4 separate regions of the Mus musculus genome follow, and all the other regions are linked to region 1. Evidence: chromatin contacts called from public HiChIP or PLAC-seq data. All regions are on one chromosome and are shown on one strand. The core of a region is the stretch at or near the end of the contact, and the rest is flanking DNA. Distances in the headings are between cores, read along the strand shown. Region 1 holds the start of Midn (midnolin). Region 2 holds the start of Polrmt (polymerase (RNA) mitochondrial (DNA directed)). Region 3 holds the start of Prss57 (protease, serine 57). Region 4 holds the start of Misp (mitotic spindle positioning).

What was found. HiChIP or PLAC-seq counts read pairs in DNA pulled down with a chosen protein or histone mark.
Region 2: an H3K4me3 HiChIP or PLAC-seq map of bone marrow-derived macrophages shows a contact between it and region 1, with 2.7 times the contacts expected there. The contact joins the promoter of Polrmt here to the promoter of Midn in region 1. A contact is called at or near these places in 3 of 39 promoter capture datasets (hippocampal neurons, liver and pre-B cells) and 4 of 115 datasets of contacts at active chromatin or transcription factors (bone marrow-derived macrophages, craniofacial prominence, embryonic stem cells and 1 more).
Region 3: a contact with region 1 is called in an H3K4me3 HiChIP or PLAC-seq map of neural tube, with 2.9 times the contacts expected there. The contact joins the promoter of Prss57 here to the promoter of Midn in region 1. A contact is called at or near these places in 8 of 39 promoter capture datasets (the SN4741 cell line, cranial neural crest, embryonic stem cells and 4 more), 5 of 484 Hi-C or Micro-C datasets (Sertoli cells and embryonic stem cells), 9 of 115 datasets of contacts at active chromatin or transcription factors (the SCID.adh cell line, differentiating embryonic stem cells, embryonic hindbrain and 5 more) and 3 of 9 other capture datasets (adipose tissue, liver and pancreatic islet).
Region 4: a contact with region 1 is called in an H3K27ac HiChIP or PLAC-seq map of embryonic stem cells, with 8 read pairs. The contact joins the promoter of Misp here to the promoter of Midn in region 1. A contact is called at or near these places in 12 of 39 promoter capture datasets (the C10 cell line, the SN4741 cell line, embryonic stem cells and 6 more), 1 of 15 datasets of contacts at CTCF or cohesin (large pre-B cells), 4 of 484 Hi-C or Micro-C datasets (CD4 T cells, the CH12 cell line, the G1E-ER4 cell line and 1 more), 17 of 115 datasets of contacts at active chromatin or transcription factors (the NIH/3T3 cell line, the SCID.adh cell line, craniofacial prominence and 10 more) and 4 of 9 other capture datasets (adipose tissue, embryonic stem cells, liver and 1 more).

What each region holds. Positions count from the first base shown.
Region 1 is chr10:80,146,704-80,149,940 of GRCm38.p6, forward strand. Midn (midnolin) reads left to right here and starts at 1,569. Exons shown (of 9, transcript NM_021565.2): 1 at 1,569-1,646; 2 at 2,979-3,237.
Region 2 is chr10:79,745,063-79,748,299 of GRCm38.p6, forward strand. Polrmt (polymerase (RNA) mitochondrial (DNA directed)) reads right to left here and starts at 1,519. Exons shown (of 21, transcript NM_172551.3): 1 at 1,403-1,519; 2 at 612-710. The coding sequence starts at 1,490.
Region 3 is chr10:79,787,404-79,790,640 of GRCm38.p6, forward strand. It overlaps Prss57 (protease, serine 57), which reads right to left and starts at 1,582. Exons shown (of 5, transcript NM_001042710.1): 1 at 1,440-1,582; 2 at 1-108. The coding sequence starts at 1,539.
Region 4 is chr10:79,819,524-79,822,760 of GRCm38.p6, forward strand. Misp (mitotic spindle positioning) reads left to right here and starts at 1,498. Exons shown (of 5, transcript NM_030218.2): 1 at 1,498-1,570. Palm (paralemmin) reads left to right here. Exons shown (of 9, transcript NM_023128.4): 9 at 1-1,373. The coding sequence ends at 38.

The sequences.
Region 1 (3,237 bases), core at 319-2,818:
ATGTCAACAGGAGGCCCTCAGAGCAGCCTGGCCTGGCCTAGTATACCTTGTAGTGTGAATCCTTCATATCTTCCCCACCAGAACTCAGGGAGATATCTCCTATGAGGAGGTGTGAGCTTTGGAGCCTGGCCTCAGGACAGGACAGCCTGTGCTGGCTGGGCTGTGTCCTGGGACAGCAGAGCAGTAGGGCGGGACTGAGAACCTGGAGGTTGGGACCTTCCTGGAGGGCAGGGCCTGGACAGATTACTGAGTCTTGGGCTTCATGCTAAGGACAAAGGACCACACAGGAAGAAGAGACAGGAAGCAGGCAGTCTGGGCACCCTGCATTTATTACAGTGGCTTTCAGTCTGAATGGTGTCAGAGCCAGCCCACCTCACCTATCCCTTCCCTGAGGTCCCTCCAGAGGCAAACCCTGCCTCTGACCTCCACACTGCGCAGCTTCAGTTTGTACTTCTGAACAAACTCCTGCTCATCCCTCAAAGTCTCTGGGCCTCCAAGTGTTCTCTGGCCTGACCATGACCCTGGGAGACTGGGAGTGTCTGGCACGCCTGTCTGCTTGGGGGCCCAGCATGCCTGTCCAGAATGATCAGCCAGAGAGGAAGGTGACCTAGGAAGGAACTGGCCTGGGAGGGGCACCCAGGGTGGTGGTGGTGCTCAGACCAGATAAGTGCAAGAGACCGCATACGTGGACAGGAGATGGAAGGTTAGGGAAGTGATGGAGGGTCTGGCCACGCTCAAATGACAAAGGGCTGGCTCCTTGGTCCATAGGTGGGTGAGTGAGTATCCACCCCAAAGGCCAGGGCCAGGGCCAGTATGTGCCGATGCATCTGTGCTGTGAGAACAGATCACACATGCCAGGCTGCAGAAGGCCTTCCTTTGCTTGTCTGGTACTTTGTAATTAACCCAGAGGGGCCTGGAGATACAGACACATTCAGCCAAGCCCACTGATGACCTGAGCTGACTTCTGGGACCCATATGCTGGAGTGAGAACCAACTATGCTATGGTGTAGGGTGCATTAGGGACTGGGCTACTCAGAGGTCACACAGGTGACTGGCCTAGGCAAGGCCAGGGATGGATGAATCGTCACAGAAATGGCCTCTGAGGTCATCGTTAAAGGATGAGGAGGCTAGGCAGCTGTCAGGGGCACCTACTGCCTAGCAGGTGACACTACCCTGTTTTCCTGGACCTAGGCTGCTGACTAAGGAACCCCTTCCCGTTCCGCCCCCCCCTTCCACACGCGGGCGCCCCCAGGCGGAAGCACCAGGCCAACAGGAAAGGGGGCGGAGCAGGGAAGCAGGCCAAACACCCCCCCAATCCTAATGTGAGGTGAACCCCAGTACATGGGGAGGTAGGAGTTACCCAGGTCGGTGACACCCCTGAGGCACTGCTCTGTGGGTGCTGCGAAGCCCTAGGGCCGGTGTCCCTGTCCAGGCCAGCAGGCGGTGGGGTGGGGTGGGGGGGTTAGGGAATGCGTCACCATTGCCCGGCCCCCCGCCCCTTGCCCGCCCAAACTCCACCCCAGGGAAGGCGGCGCGGATAAAGGCTCAGGGGCCGCCCGCCCGGCCCCAGACCGGCACGGCCACCTCTTGCCAGGACCCATACGCAGGTCATCTGGAGCAGTGGTGACCCAGGACCTACGGAGCCGGTGAGTAGGGGCGGGACCGCACGAAACGGAGAGGGGCCCCCACCCGCCGTAAACTTCTCAGGCTGTCCCACTCTTTGTTCTTTGAATCGTCCGCACCTAGTGTGCCTCAGGACCCGGAGCCCTCCAACTTGTGGGGTGGGAGGGGCTGCGCACTATGGGCACCGCCCTGGCGGGACTGCAGCTCACGCCCCCCAACCCCCCCCCCCCCCCCGCACTCAGCCAGTGACCTTGAACTGTTTGTAGACTCAGTTTCCCTTTATGTGCGGTCTTAAGTCTTCTCTGCATTGCTAAGTATAAAGGTTCTCAACGGACCCTCCCCACATGCAGACCCCCAATTCTTGGCGCACCCCTTCCCCAGCCAAGACGCACGGCACTCCTCCCCCGGGACTCGGGCAGCGCTCCCGGGCGGGGACTGCAGAGGGCGCGCCGGGGCTGCTGACTCACCGCTGCCCGAAGCGGGGCGCGCGCGGGCGCAGCCGGGGACGCCGCATCACGTCACGGCTTGGGCGGGCACACCTCGGGAAACGGGCCGACCCGGGATTGGGAGGGGGGGAAGTCAGAAAAAAAAAAACTGAGGGTGAGTTAGGTTAGGACGCGAAGTGGCACTGGTTCGGGAGGGACGGATCTAATCAAAGCCACGTCACCGAGCTGCAGGGCCCTGCCCAAGCTGTGGGTTCCGCCCAAGTTCTCCAATATCATTGCATCCACCCACCCACGGGGGCGGAAGACAGCCCTGTCCTTGAGAGGCCAGCTCGCGACCCTTGACCATGAGGCTCAGGGCTCAAGCGACAGCTTCCGCAGGCTGTAGCTTCCCGGACAGACCCAGCGGGGAGGCGCCACGATTTCCTGTTCCTTATTCGGGAACAATGGCCGGCTCCTAGCCTTTTCTCCCGACCGCTCCCGTTGCGGACTGAAGGGGTTAGGCTCGCGCAGAGGGGCGGGGAGGGGGGGTGCTAAGTCCTAAAACTCGGGTCCGCTACCCTCAGGGCCCGCCCGCCCTTTGTTAAGGTCTTTGGGCCTTATGAATGGCTCTGGGAGCGGGTGGGGGGTCGCGGGGGCTGGTCAGGATCGGCCTCAGCCCAACCCTCTTGGCATCTCCATTGGACGCAGAAGGGACGGGGCGGAGAGAAAGGGAGGGTCTCGCTGCCACGTGGGGTAGCCCCGCGGCGATTCTCATTGGCCCGGTAGCGCGACGGACTGGGCGGTCTGTGTGTTTTGATTGGCCGCCGCCAGGCCGGCGGAGTAAGTAGTGAATGGGAGGGGGCGGTGGTCCCGCCCATTGGAACGTTGATACATGATAACTTTTTTTTTTCTTCGTACTTTCACCCCCAGATCTTGCGAGCGGCGGCTGCGGCTGTTGCTAAGGGAAGGGACGCGCGGGGTAGCACGACCCGAGAGGGATCCAGGCACCGTGCGAACCAGGATAGCTTGCCCCGTTTCTCTAGGACCCTCCCCGTGCCGTACCCAGGTCGCTGTCATCCGCCCTTGAAAACGGATCACAGACCCCACCCCGGGGCGCAACCCAAGGATCCCACACGACCCCGGAGCACCACTCGGATTCTTGATTGCCGGCTCAATTCCTAACGTTGGG
Region 2 (3,237 bases), core at 269-2,768, 400 kb before region 1:
TGCCTCCAGAGTGCTGGGATCAAAGGCGTGCGCCACCATACCCGGCTCATGCACACCTTTAATCCCAGCACTCCAGGGGCAGAGGCAGGCAGACCTGAGTTCAAGGCCAGCCTGGTCTACAAAGCAGCCAGGACTTCCTACACAGAGAAACCCTGTCTCGAAAAACCAAGAAAGAAAAAAGAGAGAAAGAGAGAAGGGAGGAATGAGGAGAGAAAGAAAGAAAGAGGAAGGAAGGAAGGAAGACAGACAGGCAGGCCTGGCAGACAGGCTGGATTCCAGCTGCACCTCGACTCTGCAGGACTAAAACTGGAGACTTCTATGTCAGCATTCCAACAATGCAAATCCGGTATTGTTCAGGTGTATTTGGGGCCTCCACTGTCTTCCTAGAAGTGAGAGCCCCAGGTGGGAATCTGGAACTCAGGGAATGGAATTACAGCAGCTCCCAGAACCAGCACAAGAGGACCCACAGGACCACAGACAGGCCAGCCAGACAACACTGCTCAGTGGACTCTGGACCCCATTTTACATACTCCCTTGGAGTGGTCAGGTACAACGCAGAGCACACTCCCTCAAGGCTTCACTGTGGAGAAGGACTTAGGACACCAACTTACCTTCCAGCAGTTCAGCATGGCCCCACTCCCTCAGGACATGTTGCTCACGGGGACTGGCAGCGGAGCTCCTTCTTGAGCTGCAGAAGCCACCAAAAGTCCCTAGAAAGAGACATGAAGAATAAGAACACAGAAACCATCCTATCAAGTGGACACCGTGGCATGCACACTTATTACCCCAGGTCTCTGGAGGCTGAGGTGGGAGGGTCTCCAATTGGATTCCAGCCTGGGCTACAAAGGAAGTTCTAGGTTAAGCTAGTGTGAGTTCCTGCCTCAAACTTACGTCATGCCCAGAAAGAAATGGATCAAAAGACAAGGACTGCCAGGCATGGGATCTCAGAACTCAGGAGGTTGAAGCAGTAGGACCTGAGTTCAAATAAAGCATCCAGCATGAACCACATGGAAACACCATGGCTCAAAAAAAAAAAAAAAAAAAAAAAAAAAACACGCCCCGCCCACAAATAAATCCAGACCCAGAAAAAGACCAACTTCAAGGGCAGAACAGGCCAAAGCTATAAGGATCGGGGTGCAGGATCCAGCAAGAAGTACTCCTAACTAAAAGTAGCCAAAGGTCAATGCCAATATCCGTAAGTCCCCAACAGTGGGTCAGAGACATGGAAAAGCGAGCAACAATCAAAAGTCAAAGTGCCCTGCGGACCTAGAGAGACGTTGCCAACTAGTGCCCAGCTAAATGGGTCCCCAGAAACTCCTCCATAGGTCAAAGAACAAAGGTTGAAGGTGACCGGGATCCTAAGGAAGGGAAGATTATAGTCCTGGATCCGACACTCCTTTACCTTCCTCCGAAGGCGGGCGGTGGGGCCCAGGGGAGCGCAGAACCCGGCCAAGCCCGGCTGCGCTTCGGGTCCACCGGAGCGCCGACATGCCGCCTGCTGCCCGCAGTGCGCACGCGCACGCGCCGCCTGCAGGGAGCTGTAGTTCTGCGACTGCCGGAAGCGCTCTTAGGGTCTGTCCTGTGAGAGGAGTCGAAGGAGAACTACAACTCCCAAGAGGCAGCGGGCAGCGTGGCGGCAAGAGAGCATGCGCAGAAATACTCTTCTGATTCGTTCTTTTCATATCCAAGTTCCCTCTTTAGTTTTTATATTTTTTTGTTCTTTGATTGACTGGTTTCTGCTTTATTTTATTTGTTCATATATATGTGCGTAACATTTACATATGTGTATATATTATGTACTATATGCACATTTTTGGCACAAAGTCTCACTATTTAACCATGAATGTCCTGGAATTTAACAGGATTCCCTTGAACTCAACAGATATCCTCCTTATACTCCTGCTCTGCCACCCAGTACTGGGACTATAGTCGTGCGCCACCACGCCCAGTCCCTACCCTATTTGTTTCTCCTCCTCTTCCTCCTCCTCCTCTCTGCCTCTCTCTGTCTCTGTCTCTCTGTATGTATATGTGTTTGTGCAAATGGAATCAGGGCCGTAGAAAGATGGAAAAGACGTGTAAATAGTACCACATCGCGATTTCATTCATCCATCCATCCATTCATTCATTCACATTCACAGAGTCCCATGTAGCTCATGTTAGCTTCCAATTTACATGTATGAGAACTAATCTGGAAAGCCTGACCTTGCTGTCTTCTCCTTCCCAGTGTTGGACTAAGGGATCTATCTACACGTAGCCCAGGTTGGTTTCAAACTTCTAATGTGGCCAAAGATGACAGTGAATTCCTGATCCTCCTGCCTCCTAGCTCAGGAAGTGCCGGATGACAGATATGTGCTATCACGCACCAGCATTTTATATTTGAGACAGAATCTCACTAAATTTTCCAGGCTAATTCTGTAGCTCAGACAGTACCCTCCTGAGAAGACAGGACCTGGGCTCATTTTCTCAGTACTAGGGCTTCTACTGTCTGGAGCGCATCAGTGAGAGCTTTGGGTTTATAATCCCAGCCCTCTGGAGGTAAAGGCAGGCGGATTCAAATTTAAGCACATAAAATGCACATAAAACCTTGTCTCAATCAGGCAGTCGGGCAAGCAAACGGACAGATAAACAGACACACACACAAACTCAGAGCTGGGTGTGGTGGCACACACCGTTTTTGCTTTTGTTTTTGTTTTTTTAAAGATTTATTTATTTTATGTATCTGAGTACACTATCTCTGTCTACCAGAAGAGGGCATTGAATTCCATTACAGATGGTTGTGAGCCACCATGTGGTTGCTGGGAAATGAACTCAGGACCACTGGAAGGTCAGTCAGTGCTCTTAACCCCAGGTGGCACACACCTTTAATCCCAGCACTTGGGAGGCAGAGGCAGGCAGATTTCTGAGTTCTAGGCCGGCCTGGTCTACAGAGTGAGTTCCAGGACAGCCAGGGGCTACGCAGAGAAACCCTGTCTCGAAAACAAACAAACAAACAAACCCCAATTAAATAAATAAATATCCTAAAGTCTAGTTGGAGCTGGAGAGATGGCTAATTGGTTTAAAGCATTAGCTGTTCTTCCAGAGGACCCATTCAATTCCCAGCATACACACAGCAGATCAGAATGTAACTCCAGTTCTAGGGAATCCAACACCCTCACACAGACATATATGCAGACAAACTACCTATGCACATAAGATAAAAATAAACTATTAAGAGAGAGACAGAGAAGGAGAGAGGGG
Region 3 (3,237 bases), core at 332-2,831, 360 kb before region 1:
TCAGGAAGCCTCCACAGTAGTGATGGCCCTCGAAGCTCACAGAGGCCATATAGGGCCGGGAATGTGGCGTTACCTCATGGCCTCCAACAATGTAGGACCCACAGCAACCTGGAAGAGGTGGGGCAATGTGAGAGACAAGGACAGGACAGGTAAATCAAGGGCAATGGAGCACAGCCCTGGCAGGGAGTAGGGGTGGAGGCTGGGCTGAGAGGAAGGGGCAAACCTAGAGGGAGGCATCCAGGAAGCAAAGGCAGGAGGATCTCTGTGGGTTCAGAGTCAGCCTGGTCTACATGGAGAGTTACAGGCCAGCCAGGGCTACATGATGAGACCTCGCCTAAGAGTGAGTGTGTGTGTGTGTGTGAGAGAGAGAGAGACAGACAGACAGACAGACAGAGACAGAGACAGAGACAGAGACAGAGACAGAGACAGAGACAGAGACAGAGACAGAGATGAGACAGACAGACAAAGCCAGTCCCAGGCACCCTCAGCACCACATAAGCATGGTGTAGCAGTGCAGGCCTGCTGTTTCAGAACTCTGGAAGTGGAGGCAGGAGGATCAGGAATTCAAGGTGATTCCCTTTTCAGCTGCCCAGCTATTTCAAGGTGCCTGGACCACGAGAAACCCACTTTACTTAAGAGAAATAGAGGGGACCAAGTGGTGGGGCACACCTTTAATCCCAGTGCTTGGGAGGCAAAGGCAGGCAGATTTCTGAGTTCGAGACCAGCCTGGTCTACAAAGTGAGTTCCAGTACAGCCAGGGCTACACAGAGAAACCCTGTCTTGAAAGCAAACAGATAGACAGACATGGATGGATGGATGGATGGATGGATGGATAGATAGATAGATAGATAGATAATTAAAGACTGAGGCTAGGAGACCTTTTGGGCCTGTGATAGGTTCAGCAGGCAAAGGCACATGCTACCAAGCTTGACAATCTGAGTTTAATCCCAGGAACCCCTATGGTAGAAGGACAGAATCGACCCCTGCAAGTTTTCCACTGGTTGTGACAAGCACTATCTACATGTACTCTCTCAAAATAAATAAATGTAATTTTTAAAAAATAGGAGGCTTGGAGAAATGGCTCGTTATTTAAAACCCCTGGCTGGTCTTACTGAGGACTTAGATTCTAATGCCAGCATCTACATGATTGTTGGAACCGACTGTAAATTCCAGGGGATCTGATGCCACCTTCTGGTTCCTCCAGGTACTGCAGGCATGCAAACATACAGGCAAAACACTAATACACACAAAAATAAAAACAAAACAAAACAAAAGCTAGGAAGCCCAGTCTCCACGATCTTGTACCTGAGGTGGCTGAAGTCCCTACTGGCTGCCCCACCCCCACCCCATAGCCTCCTGCCTGAGCAAGAGTACACGTGCATCCTGTGTGGGAGCCTGGTCACCTTGGGTAGGGTCTAATGGCCATTTGGAGTTCTCACCAGGGAGCCACATGAGCTGGGTCAGGGCAGCTGCTGTAGTCAGCACCAGACAGTGCCAGCCTCCTCTTGTCCCAGGCACCATAGCTGTAGAGGATGGCATCTTTCTGGTGAGGTCTGCAGGTGCAGGAGGCACCCAACGGTTCAGTCCAGAAAGTTGTTCCGGGTCTGTGGTCTGTGGTCAGAAGGTGGAGCAGGCACTTCTGGAAATCAGGGGAGGCCACGTTACTGTTTCTTGTCTCCAACTGTGCTGCTCATGAAAACCCAGAAGTTTAGAAACAAGATTGGTTTGTGAGCTCAAACTCCCCTTGTACCTTCCTACTAGATTATCTGGCCACTGAACGCATTCAGACCTTCTCAGGGGACAGTCATCCTGGAAGCACCAACTCTGCTTATCTGTCTGTCCCCAGCCAGGTAGCCCAGGAGCAAGCACCTTGACCCTTGACCTCAGTTTCCCCATCATGAACCTGAGGTCAGTGAGGACCATAAAGCTAGTTCTTTGGGGAGGGCTCTGAGTTGGGCTGACTTTATTGCTTTTACTGAGGTCCTACTGTATACCATACTTCCTTGGAAGAACTGGGGACATAGCAGAGAGTGACCCTAAGGTCTGGAGTCCAGAGACCACCCATCAGGATATGTGCTGGGCTTGGGTTTCCTCGTGGTGGGGACCTTTGGGAGAGAAAGTTCAGTTATCTGGCCTCTAATTCAATACGCTCTTGAACTAGCTATCCAGCTGAGAATAGCCCTGAACGCCTGCCTGCCTCTCCCTCCTCTATCCTCCAAGTGCTAAGGCCACAGGTGTTGTCTACCATGGACCCACGTAAGGTGGGAACATAAGCTTCCCCTAGGTTGTGAGATGGAGCCCAGAGCACACACTGGCTGGGCTTGTACTGGTCCATGCTTGTTAGCAGATGCTGCAGCTTTAATTAAGTCTGCTACAGGCTATGCCCTAGTTGGCCTGTAGGACCCACCCCAGGGCTGATGCAAATGGTAGGTACCTAAGAGCAGAGAGGGGCTTGGGTGAACTCAGGGTGCACAGTGGTCCCAGACAGCTCAGGAAGGGGAGAGGGCTCAGGGTCAGCAAGGGCATCCTGCAGGAGAAGGCACTGTTGTCTTAGCAACAACCTCCCAAAAGGGTCACTCCATCCCCCACTGAGGATGCAGGGGGAAGCTCTGCACCATTGGCCTTTGAGGGAGCCAGGGCTCAGGAAGGTAGTAGTGACCAGACACAGAGCAGGAGGGGAAGGAGGGAGAGACCCCAGAGAGCCAGGGCCAGAGGAACATAAGAGAGTAACAGAAACAGGTGAAGGTGGAATGAGACAGAGAGGGAGGGGAAGACAAAGACAGAGATAAGGACAGAAAGAAAGCCAAGCCTGAAGAGGATGCATACCTTTAACTCCAGCTCTCTGGAGACACTGGCAGATGGGTCTCTGAGATTAAAGCCAGCCTGTTTTACAGAGTGAGTCCTTGCCAAACAAAAAGCAAGCAAGCAAGCAAACAAACAAACAGAAAGCAGGTCTGGGGAGAAGGCTTAGCAGTTTAGAGCACTGGCTACTCTTCCAAAGGACCTGGGTTTGGTTGATAGCACTCACATAGTGGCAGTGGATCTGTCCCCACTTCTGGCTCCTGTGGGTACTGCATGCATGTGGTATATACACACAGAAAAACACTCAGAAAATAACAAATAAAATAAATGAGAGGGAGACAGAAACAGAGATGAAGACAGCGATATAAAGAGAAATCAGCGGGGATGACGACAGAGAGTGGGAAGGTGTGTGATGCAGGGTGGGCGCGTGCCTTT
Region 4 (3,237 bases), core at 248-2,747, 330 kb before region 1:
TGAAGAAGCCTCGCTGTAGATGTTGTTCTGTCATGTGAGCCGTCGGGGCACCCTAGTCCCCGGTCCCCGTCCTATGCTCCACACTCAAACCCAGCAGCCCGGCCCTCCCCGGCGCCTGCCCACCCTCACCCTCCGCCTCACAGGCCCCAGACACGTGTGTGATCCCTATGCACCTCGAGTCTCGGGTGGGGGGTGCTCTGCCCGTCACCACACTCCACACTCACCCCGAACCTCTGAGCCGTGGGTCACCCCTTGGTGAGAGACAGGCCAGCCCATATCAGCCCCTCTAAGAATGGGGACCCCTCAGTCCAGGTCACAGCAGGTTTACACAGGCGGCTTATGCCCACCGTGGTCCCAGCCTGGTGTCCCCTTGCCGCCCCAGGCCAGCCTGTCTGTGCCTTATCGTTACTTTTGGGGAGTCTTCGAGGGGACCAGAAAGGGTCTCCCTGGCCAAGGCGCCAGCGACCTAATGTGGGCAGGTGGAGTGAGGCCACAGTTCTTTGGGGACTCAAAGTCTTGAAGTTCTAGGGAGGAGGATGGGCACCTGTGGATCCCCTCCCATAGGTAGCAGAGCTCAAAGCAGGGGAAACTCTTCACCGGGGATAGAACAATCACCCGCAGGATGGAGTCATTGTTGGCCAGCCAAGCCACTCCCTGTCCTGAGTCCCACCCCCACCCCCACCATGCACACACTGGGCCCTTCTTCCTGGTGCTAATTTTGGGAGCTTTGGGGTCACCTCTGCCCTCTTCTCTAGTTGGTTTGGACCAGGGTCCTGGGTTTCCCACATACCCCCATACCCTAGAAGTCAGTGGGTATGTCTGCCAGCGCCACAAAACCTAGCATATCCAGGCAGGTTTAGGCTGCTCCACACACACTTTGGGTGGGAGTAAGGGACCCCCCCCCATCTGCCACCTGGCCTGACGGGAGCCTGGCAGAGGGTCACCAACCTTCGGGCAGGCAGCAGTAGCCACTTTGGTCCCCAGAGGCACAACCCTGCACACAGGAGCTGACTCAACTTCAAAGGACCACGCCTGGTCTAGGTCCCTTTCCTTGGGACCCCAGCCTGGTGTGCAGCAGGGTGCAGGGCCTCCTGCGGGCCCCGTCACTACCCGCAGCTACAGTAGGGGCTCAAGCAGAGGCCACGGGGTCTGTGTCCTGTCCTTCCCGTGGCCTGGAGGAGAGGCGCACTTTCCTGAGGGTGAGCTATGGCCGTGGTCATGGCACCCCCGTCTTCCTCCTCCTTTGAGTCTGCCTGAGTTCCTCAAGCCCTGAGCCTCGGCTGAAGTGCCCTTGCTGCCCCCTTCTGCTTTTGACGTGTGGCAAGGCCCCGCCCTTCACCCCCATGTTCTTGACTTTCCCAGAGAAACAAATTAAAAAAAAAAAAAAAAAAAGTGTGTAGAGCCAGGTTGCTGAAGTTCTTGGGTTTCACCTGGGCGGGAAGGGGTGCGGCCTCCTAGTGGTGGAGCCATAAAAAGGCTGGGTCCTGTAGAGCACAGGAGAAACTTCTCCCCTGCGGCTGCTGCAGCCCTCACTGGGCATTTTCGCCAGGACTCTGCGGCACCTGGTCAGGTAAGCGACAGCTGTGGCCAGCCACCCCCACGGGCCTCGGTCTCCACATCTTCCACACCCATGTCCTTGGGCTGTGATGTTGAGAGTAGAGAGGTCCTCACAGATAGCCCACAAGTTCTGAGCCAGGTTCTGCATAGTAGAGGAGTACCCCCCTTTTTTTTCATGTTTTTTTTTTTTGGAGAATTTTTTTTCCTTTGGCCTCAGTTGCCCTATCTGTATAAAATAGATGTCTAGGAGTCCTGTGTTCCCAACACACTGGGTATTCCAGACTTGAGTAAAAGGCCTATAACCAAGCTGACCTCAAACTCTTTAAGTAATCCTCCTGCATTAGTTTCCTGAGTACTGAGATGTCAGGTGTGTGGGCTCAATCAGAGGCCCTTTCAGGACTCAGTTTCCCCATGAAAGGTGGTTGGTATGGTGGAGTACCTACGATGTACGGAGGGAGGTGCTAATTCAAATCCATCCGACCTGTGGGACTGGATATGCACTGCACTTCAATGCCCACTTCTGCTAAATAGGGATGAAGGGGCCCAAGGGGGCTTTGGGAAAACTGCTGTCTCAACCCTGGCTTTGACTGTCTCCTCGATGGTAGGTGATGGGCACCACATCTGTCAAGGGCCCCTGGAGTCCAGCTGGGGGACCACGGACTGGAGGGAAGAAGGGAAGACAAGAGATTCAGAGGGACCTCACAAGCCCGCCCACGGGAGGCCAGGAACCCCAGCACTATGCCCAGGCCCCACACACAGGCCGTGGGCTGCCAGAGGGGTATGGTGGGGTCTGACCTGTTCGGTCCGTGTTCCTGGGCGTTTTACATGATTACCTTTGAGTTTTTGAGAGAGGTCTCACTCTGTAGCCAAAGTTGACCTCAAACGAATAGCAATCCCACTGCCTCAGCCTCCTGAGTACTGGGGTGTAGGCCTCTTTCTCTGTACCTGGCTTCGCGCTGGGTGTTTCTGAAGGCGTCATCGTTTCATATGAAATTTTCTGTGAATGTGACAGGGAGAATTCCCATTTCCTGGATGAGTAAGGGAGGGTCAGAGGGTTGGGGAGGAACCAGCCGGAAGCCCCACAGACCCCCTTCTAGAGAGCAGCAATTCGAGACCCAGGCCCTGAGTTTCCTAATCCTGCCGTGGTATCTGCTAGTCTGGAAACATCGTGCACATCTGTCCTTCAGCCTGCCTGGATCAAATAGGGCATTGATCGAAAGAAGAGACAGAGATTCAAAGGGGTCCCACAAGCTAGCCCAGGCTTGGGATTCAGTCTCCTCGTTCCGCAGGGATGCACCCCGCCTCAGTCAGCAGGACTTGGGAAGGTGGGAAGCCGGGAAACCAGGCAGAGGCTCAGTTCCGGCTTTGTAGGGCCAAGGCCTGCAGCGGGCACGGTGCCCGCCCTCGTCAGCCTGAGTATCGTTTTTCTGTCTTCTCTGGACTTTGTTTCCCAGGTCCGGGTGGGGACTGAGAGGAGGGGCCCACCTGCTCCTGGGTGGGGCCTCTGTCCCCTTAGCAACATGTGGCCGGGGCGGAGCCCGGGGGCCTTTCCTGCAGAGGACAGAGCCTGAGGCTGGGAGGTGGCCTGGGCACCTGGAGCTGGCAGGTGAGGCGGGGGACGCTGGGAGTCCCGGAAGCTGGGAGTCTGGAGCCGGGTAAGGTGAGGCACGTGCAGAAGGA